Linked DNA regions of Rattus norvegicus: region 2 is linked to region 1. Evidence: chromatin contacts called from public Hi-C data. All regions are on one chromosome and are shown on one strand. The core of a region is the stretch at or near the end of the contact, and the rest is flanking DNA. Distances in the headings are between cores, read along the strand shown. Region 1 overlaps D430041D05Rikl (RIKEN cDNA D430041D05 gene like). Region 2 holds the start of Cstf3 (cleavage stimulation factor subunit 3).

Region 1 (3,721 bases), core at 691-3,190:
ATCCAGAGTCCAGCTTCTCCTGACCTTCCAGCCACTTCCTCTGTGCAGGTAACACGGTGCCAGCGGTGTTTGCCATCCCAGCTGCCAACAGACCCGGCTTCACCGGCTACTTCATCCCAACTCCACCGCCGTCCTACAGGAGCCAGGCCTGGATGTCCTATGCAGGAGACAGTGAGCTCCCTAGCCAGTGGGCTGATTCGGTGAGACCCTCGTGATGCTCCCATAAAACGCCCCTTGTTAGACACAGCTTGGGGAGAAAATGAGATGAAAGGCAAAGATCAGCGTCTGGTTCCCTCGGGGGCCCCTCTCACCACGCTGCTGGATGAAGTGAGGATTTTAAAAGAGGTTGTGTGGTAAGGCATGTGACCTCTGATGGAGGAGTCTGAACTTGTCTTCTGGTATGCATTCAACCTCTTCCTAACAGGGTGGCTTCAACCAAGTAAGTTTTACAGTAGTAACTACCATGTGTTTAGTGTTCTTCTGTCAGACCCCATGTTAGATGTTTCATTATACTGTCCTGTTTAATCTTCACGACAGTTTGATCAAGTGAGTTTTGTGATCCCCATGACTACTCCCATTTTGCAGGTAAGGAAACTGAGGCTTTAGTCGTGTGATATATAGCATGTAAGGCCACGCATCTAGAAAAGAGCGAAGACCAGGGTCGTAATTCACTTTGAAGTGTTTATTAACTTGTTTCTCTCAGTTGTCACATTCTATAAAAGTTTAGATCAAATGTCAGCAAATGAAGCCTCAGGAACCCTGAAACCACTGTATGGTAGATCCCAAGACTTCCTGCTTGACTTCTACCTAAGGCTTTGTTTGTCCTGGTCATTTGATATCTCCCTTCAATCCACACAGGAATGTGACACAAGAATTCCCTTCAATCTATATAGGAATGTGAGAACTGCCTTTGGAGTTACCAGACGTGGCCATGCAAAAAAATAAAAAGATACAAAAGCAGAGCCACCTATGCTGTCCTTGGTTCCTAAGCTCACCTGGTATAGACTGGGAAGGCTACTCCCCCAGCTGAACTCCACAGTCCCTGCATGCTTTGGTCACTCTCAGCATTGGCCTCTGCATGCTTTGGAATACATTCCTAGCATTGGGAAACACCTTGACACTGAACTCTGGCAATATCTTTGTCCAAAGCCCTGGGATCATCATACCCTGCAGCAGGTAGTTACATCAAGTTTCAACTGTTGTTGATCCTATGTGTATAAACCTTCCTATTGACCAAAGCTTACATCTTTGGTTTCTAAAATATAAAACTACTTGCCACATTGCATAGAGAGTATTTCTGAAATGAATGTTCTCTATTCCTTCTCCCACCTCTAAAAGATTTTAGAACCTTCTGAAAAATCACCACTAGCTGAAGATCAAGTTCGAATACACAAGCCTGTGAAGTACAGTTTACATTCAGAATCACAACATAGGCTTAACAGGAGCTTGTGCTGTGATCGATTGATGACGTCTGTCAAGGAGTAGTATTTGCTGTCCTGGATTTCGGACAGCAAAGCGTAATAATGCTAGCCTACAAAAAGCTTAGTTTCTCATCTTCTCCATTCCTGAGACCACTCCAGTTGGGCTGTCCCTTGCTGATTCTAACCACTAGCATGAAGGCTTGATGTCACAGAAGGGGTTGTGTATTGACTCTCTGTACTCTGGTTCATGCAGTTAGCTAAATGTGAAATGTTAGCAGCTTCCTCCCCACACATTTGGCACCTACTGGCCACCCTTCGGTGATTTCTTAACTGTGCCTAGAACCCCAGGCTCTGGGAGAATTATACTAGGCTTAATTGTGAGCATGGGACAAGCAGAGAGAAAGTTGGGGGGGTGGAAGGAGCCTGCCTTCACAAAACTGATGGACTGAGACAGGTGGTGATGGCCCCAGGAGGAATGTCCACCACACCAGAGAACTACATGGAAACACTTGGCTGGTGTCAGGCTGGGAAAAGTCCCAGAAAGAATGGAAACTTGAGCTGTGACCTTAAAGACTTCCTGTATTCTGACCTTGGTACTTGGTCAGTTCCAGTCACCCATATATTCTTAGCTCTTGTGGCTGGATAAGTGGGACAGTCCAAACCTGGACTCCCTCCATAGTGTGGGGACAACCTTCCAGTCCATGTGTGCAGAGACTCCCTTTTTATTTATTTACAAAGTCCCTGTGGTGAAATTTAAATCCCAAACTCAAACTTAAGGCATCAGTGCAATTATTTCCTTTGAGTGGGTCCTCTTGGCCTCACCTGGGCCACTGAAGCAGCCTCAGAGCCCATTTCTGCCAGATCCACCCAGACCTTGGCTTCTCTTCTGCTGACACCCATGAAGGCTTCCCAGCCCATGGTCTCAGAAACCTACCCTCTAAAGAGGGACCGTCAGAGTAGCCAGCCTCCTGCCGTGTACTCCCCTATCCAAAATGTCTGAATGTTTGCGTCCTCTTCGTGATTCTTGTTCTAAATTCCACAATGCCATGATGATGTCTTTAGTAGGTAGGTCTTGGGGAGGTGGTTGGTTTGTGAGGAGAGACACTTGAGAACAGGATAAATGTTCTTATAGAGGAAGTCTCCATATAGCTGCCTGCTGCTTCTGTCATGTGGGTGACAGGAAAAGGCAGTAGTTAAGAAAGAAGCCTCTCACCAGACACTGGAGTCCCCAGCCTTCCTGAGTATATGAAGTAACTGTTCTTTACAAGTTCCCTAGCCGGTGATGTTTCGTTAGAGTAGGCTGAAGAGATTAAGACAGCTATCATGTTCCGTCCTCTTCAGTGACCCCAGATGAGCATGTTTGTTAATGGGGAAGGAGGCCAGCTATGGTGGTGCATGTCTGTAATCCCGGAAGTCAGGAGACATCTGTGGAGACCACTAAGGCCAGCATGCTGCACCGTGAGTGGGACAGCACGTGGTGCACATGATGCCTGAGTGGTCATCAGGCCCACGACAGAGATCCAGCCTTTACTTCTCACAAGTGTGTCCAAGGCAGTGGGTAGATGCTTTAAAGAAGCTCTGTGGACTAGCATTCACTTGCTTTTAGATAGGACACCTTAGGGACATAATTCCCACTCAGCCCACCCCTCACCTCTGTACCCCTTTTGCTCTTGTTTTCCCATCTGTCTGGCCTTCCTACCCAGCCTCTTGAACCCAGAAACATTTTCCTTGCACGTTTTCTGTGCCTGCCCCATGGCACTGTGCACAGCATGCCCCGCTGTGTCCTCTGTACTCATTTATCCAGTGTTCCAGCCAGCATCCGGGGATGTGAAGGTCTTTGTAGACCATTCCACATAAGGTACTATTTCTGTGGGCAAGACATTCCAGGATTCGACATCTTTTGTTTGCCTCACTCAGAGATTTCCATACGGTTAGGTAAAGAATGATGTGTCTCCACTTGCAATGAAAGGAGTTTTGTTTATTTTTTTCAACAGTGTGATAGTGAACCCATATCAAAAACACTGTAGTGCACGAATTAATTCTCTGTGCTTGGGGCCAGGTACACCTGTGTACAGCATGTCTTTGTGGCATAGTGGCCGCTTCCTTAGATGGCCATGTCCTTTGCTTCATTGTTGTCACCTATGAAACGAGGATAACGACGCCTACTAGCAGATTGCTGCTTGCAGAACTAAATGAGATACTGTGTGAAAACCATTAGGGCTCAATGGATATTAGCCATTGTTATTAGTAAAAACTACAGCACTTCTGTTTACTCAGTTGTGCTTATACTAAAAAGAAAG
Region 2 (4,033 bases), core at 839-3,338, 450 kb before region 1:
AAGGCCTGCCTGAGTCACAGAGTAACTAAATCTTACAAAGGCTATTGTGGTGGTGTACCATCTTTCCTCCTAAAAGTGGTGGTGTACCATCTTTCCTTCTAGATGTGGTGGTGTACCATCTTTCCTTCTAGATGTGGTGGTGTACCATCTTTCCTCCTAGATGTGGTGGTGTACCATCTTTCCTCCTAGATGTGGTGGTGTACCATCTTTCCTCCTAGATGTGGTGGTGTACCATCTTTCCTCCTAGATGTGGTGGTGTACCATCTTTCCTCCTAGATGTGGTGGTGTACCATCTTTCCTCCTAGCACTCAGCAAGGCAGAGGTGGGTGACCTCCATGAATTCGAAGACAGCCTGGTCTATGTAGCATAGCAAGTTCCATGCCAGCCAGGACTACATAGTGACAACTGTCAAAATAAAAGGGGTTTGGAGAATGAAGGTTTATAAGGTCTCATCACAGTTGTTTTCATAGAAATATGGCACACTGTGTTGTGATTAAGGCTTTGAACTCAGCGGTTGAGTACTTCCCAGCATGCACAAGGTCCCGAGGTTCAATTTCTACCTGGGGTGGAATAGTATGACCAAAACAAAAACTAAAACCCACACAGTTCTAAAACAAAACCACGGCAATATTTTTGTCTTTACAAATTTATGTAAAACAGTGAATTCCAGACACATCCAAAGAAACCTCAACACCACTCCTTCCTTTCAGAAAATAAAAATGCCAGCCCTGGAAGAGCAGAGTAAAAGAAACAGTTTTAGTAAGTAAAATAATTCAAAGACATTGCATTCGTGGGCACCCTAACATTAGATAAAATACAAAAGCACTGCCAAGACTTCCCAAAGTAATTAAGTTCTAATTTACCTACACTTCATTAACATACAGTCCTATTTTACCTCATCCATCAACCTCCAATAATTTTTACTTTATAAGGTGGGGATTTGGGGAAAAAAGAAAAGGAAAAAAAATACAAGTGTATTCCGTTACTATAGCAATAGGAAATTTAGAACTTTGTAGGACCACCTTTCTTTTAGAACTAAATATACTAGGATCAAGATCAAAACACACATCTTTCATAGTCATTTTTGTTTTTTACAATAAAAAGCAAACACTAGCCTACAAAATTTAGGATATAAAAGAGCAAAAGAACCCAACATGAAGATGCACGCCAGTATTCCCAGATAACCCTAGCACTAGAGGCCAAGGAAGCAAGCCTGTCAGAAGGTCCTGCCTAGTCAGGGCTACTCAGTAAAACCCTATCCAAAATAAACAAACAAGCAGTAAAAGGGTGAGATCTCATATCTAAAAATCCAATTTGTAAAATACTTAGATATCATTCATATCTACCATCCAAACAGATGGTACCTACAGTGACTAAAGCACATTTCCAGTTTTCAATTTACCAAATTCTGCAATGTTTGCGTGCTCGTAAAAGCAAAAACAACGTTTTCCTTGACGAGAGAGAAAGAAAGCAAAATTCCACCAAAGCTCGGAAGAGCCATGCTCTACTTCTGGACTGCTACTTTTAACCTTCGCTCTCTCGGGGGCCGAATTTTCCAGATTGGTTTAGTTTTTATTTCTGGGGACAGCAGACTGGGGCGCAGAGGAGAGAAATATTGCCAACGCAGATATACGTTAAAATAATCCGGTACTACCGGAACACTAAAATGGTATGAAATAAACCGTCCCGACCGAAGAAAGTGCAACGAACAGGGCGAAGCAACGTCTCAGCTATTGTCTAAGTCAAATACTTCGTGTGAACGCCACAGAAAAGTCAAAATCTGGGAGACCTCAGGAGCTGTGCTTCCGACCCCGGGATTCACTAGATCCCCAGGGCCCTTCCTCACGCGAACAGGGCTGGAGTGTTCGCACCCACAGGCCAGAGAGAGAAGTCGCCACGAGGCCCCACCGCTCCCGTTCCTCACCTGCTCCGCGGCTGCGTCTCCTGACATGGCCTCAGAGGATTACAACGTACACACGGGCCGGCAATGGGAAGCTAGAAAGGAAAATTTTAAACTAAAAACAACCCCACCAAAACCAGTAACGCTACCCCTTGTCCCTCGGAGCCAGAGCCGCCGCAAAAATCGCCACCGCCCACTCAGATATGAATTAAAATGGCTGCGCCCCAGCCGGCTGAGGGGGTGTGAGTCGCTTCCGTATTCACTTCCGGGACAATGGGCGGGGCTGAGGCTCAACTCCCGGATTATTGGAGGTGCACAAGCGCAGAGCGATCCCAGGGGGCGGGCTCAGCGCGTGAGCTAACGTCACGGCCCGGAACTGATGACGCCGCTGTCCAGATTTCTGAGGACGGCCGGAAAGATCCAGCCGATTGGCCTGGGAGCTCCCGCGCTTCTTGGAATTTAATTACTGAGTTGCAGAGCCAGGCTCCTCCCCGTTGAAGCCTGACTGCCAATCCGCTCAGTACAGGCAAACTGACCATTTTAGGGAACAGCGTTGAGAGCTAGTGAATACCTCTCGTGTTTAGGGGATAAGGAGTCTACTAAGGCATTCTGTACACTTTCTTTTCTTGGGGGTGAGAGGAACAAATCTAGTTCGTATTAACTTTTGCTGTCACCGTTCACTACCAGACCCGGGATTTTAGTTTAGCGTCTCACTATGGTTTCTTGTCTGCAAAATTGCGGTGATAGTACGGATAGTACGAAATGTTGCTTTGTACCCAGACTTCTCACCTCACTAGAGTAACCTGGGCAATTTGCATTCTCTCTGTCTCTGTTTCCTTACCTAAAGATAAGAATAACAACAGCAGCTGAGATTTAATTAAAAAAAAAAAAAAAAAAAAAAAAAACCCTCTCTTTTGGCTTAGGCCTTAAATCACAGCACCCTGGGGACAGAGGCAGGGTGGATCTCTGTGAGTTCGAGTCCTGTAAGGCTCCAGGACGACAAGGGCCTATGAACTTTCTATTTCACCTTTTAAGCAAACAGTCGCGTGAATCACATGTACATATATTAGGAGTCACTGCAACATTTGATAATGGAGGTCTGAATATTTCAGAAGTCTTTTACAATGGAGAGTCAATTTTTTAAACTGTTGCTGATGTAACTGACTTATAAAAATATCCACAATGAGTCAGGGTGGTTCGAAGAATGGAGGTGCTTGCTGTGATGTCCTAAAAGCCTGAGTTTGATCCTACTAGCATTCGATGAGTTGACAGGATAGAACTGACTCCAGAAAGTTGTTCTTTAACCTCCACACATGCACTATGGCATGTAAACTTCTGCACTCACAAACGCATAGACATACACAAGATAAATATATAACTCTAAAGATATCCACGAAATTAAGCCCAAAAAGTGCAGAATATAAAATAGCTTATGTATGTATATATGTGTGCATCTGTGTGCGTATTCATCAAAACATCTAGAGGATGCTGTTAATGCCACAGATACAAGCAGAAAGACCACTAACCCAAATCATGACCAAATTAATTAAAACAAGCTTTTTTAAAATCCATGCACACAGGCTGTCTCTAAGGGCTGGGTTCGAGAGATCAGCCTTGGATGTGGGGAAGATACACCATTTTATAGTCCAGGAGTAGAAGATTGCCAAATGGAGGATTTTGCAGGCAAATTGGGGAGGCTACGGAAGCCGAACATAAGCATAACAAGTTGTTCATTACAATCTGAAGCAAAGCCATGCTTGCAAGGTGATTGGAACAAGGTGGTCGGAGCAACAGGTGATCACAATATACTTTTGAAATAAAGGTGTGGCTGCAAGGTGATCAGAACAACACCCTGAAACAAAGGTGTGGCTGCTGTTTCCTGGAATAGGCCGTATAGAACCATTAGTAGTTAGGATGATAGGTGAGGCATAGCCCAATCCTTGAGAAACAGAGATTCAGTCATAAGCAGGAGTGGTCTGTCTTTACTATAAGATGGCTTTCAAGTCTAAAATGGAGGCAGGCTGGTTCATGTTATTTCTATGTATTGTGTTGCATGTTTTTCGGGGGAGTTGGCTTTTGTTGTTGTTTCATGTTTTGGTTTGTTGTTGTTTTGGTTTTGGTTTTGGTTTTGAG

The links. A called contact is a pair of places that touch in the nucleus more often than the background predicts.
Region 2: a Hi-C map of psoas muscle shows a contact between it and region 1, with 2.1 times the contacts expected there. The contact joins the promoter of Cstf3 here to the enhancer-like site in region 1. A contact is called at or near these places in 6 of 12 Hi-C or Micro-C datasets (the A7r5 cell line, Schwann cells, frontal cortex and 3 more).

Annotation. Positions count from the first base shown.
Region 1 is chr3:110,967,735-110,971,455 of GRCr8, reverse strand. D430041D05Rikl (RIKEN cDNA D430041D05 gene like) reads left to right here. Exons shown (of 21, transcript NM_001419547.1): 20 at 49-200. Among named protein-coding and RNA genes, the nearest start is that of C3h11orf91, 30 kb to the right of the region's middle. Within about 2 kb of position 1,940, at least 2 of the 93 cell types and tissues checked have an H3K27ac peak or open chromatin away from gene starts, as enhancers often do.
Region 2 is chr3:111,419,346-111,423,378 of GRCr8, reverse strand. Cstf3 (cleavage stimulation factor subunit 3) reads right to left here and starts at 2,088. Exons shown (of 17, transcript NM_001077672.1): 1 at 1,925-2,088. The coding sequence starts at 1,951.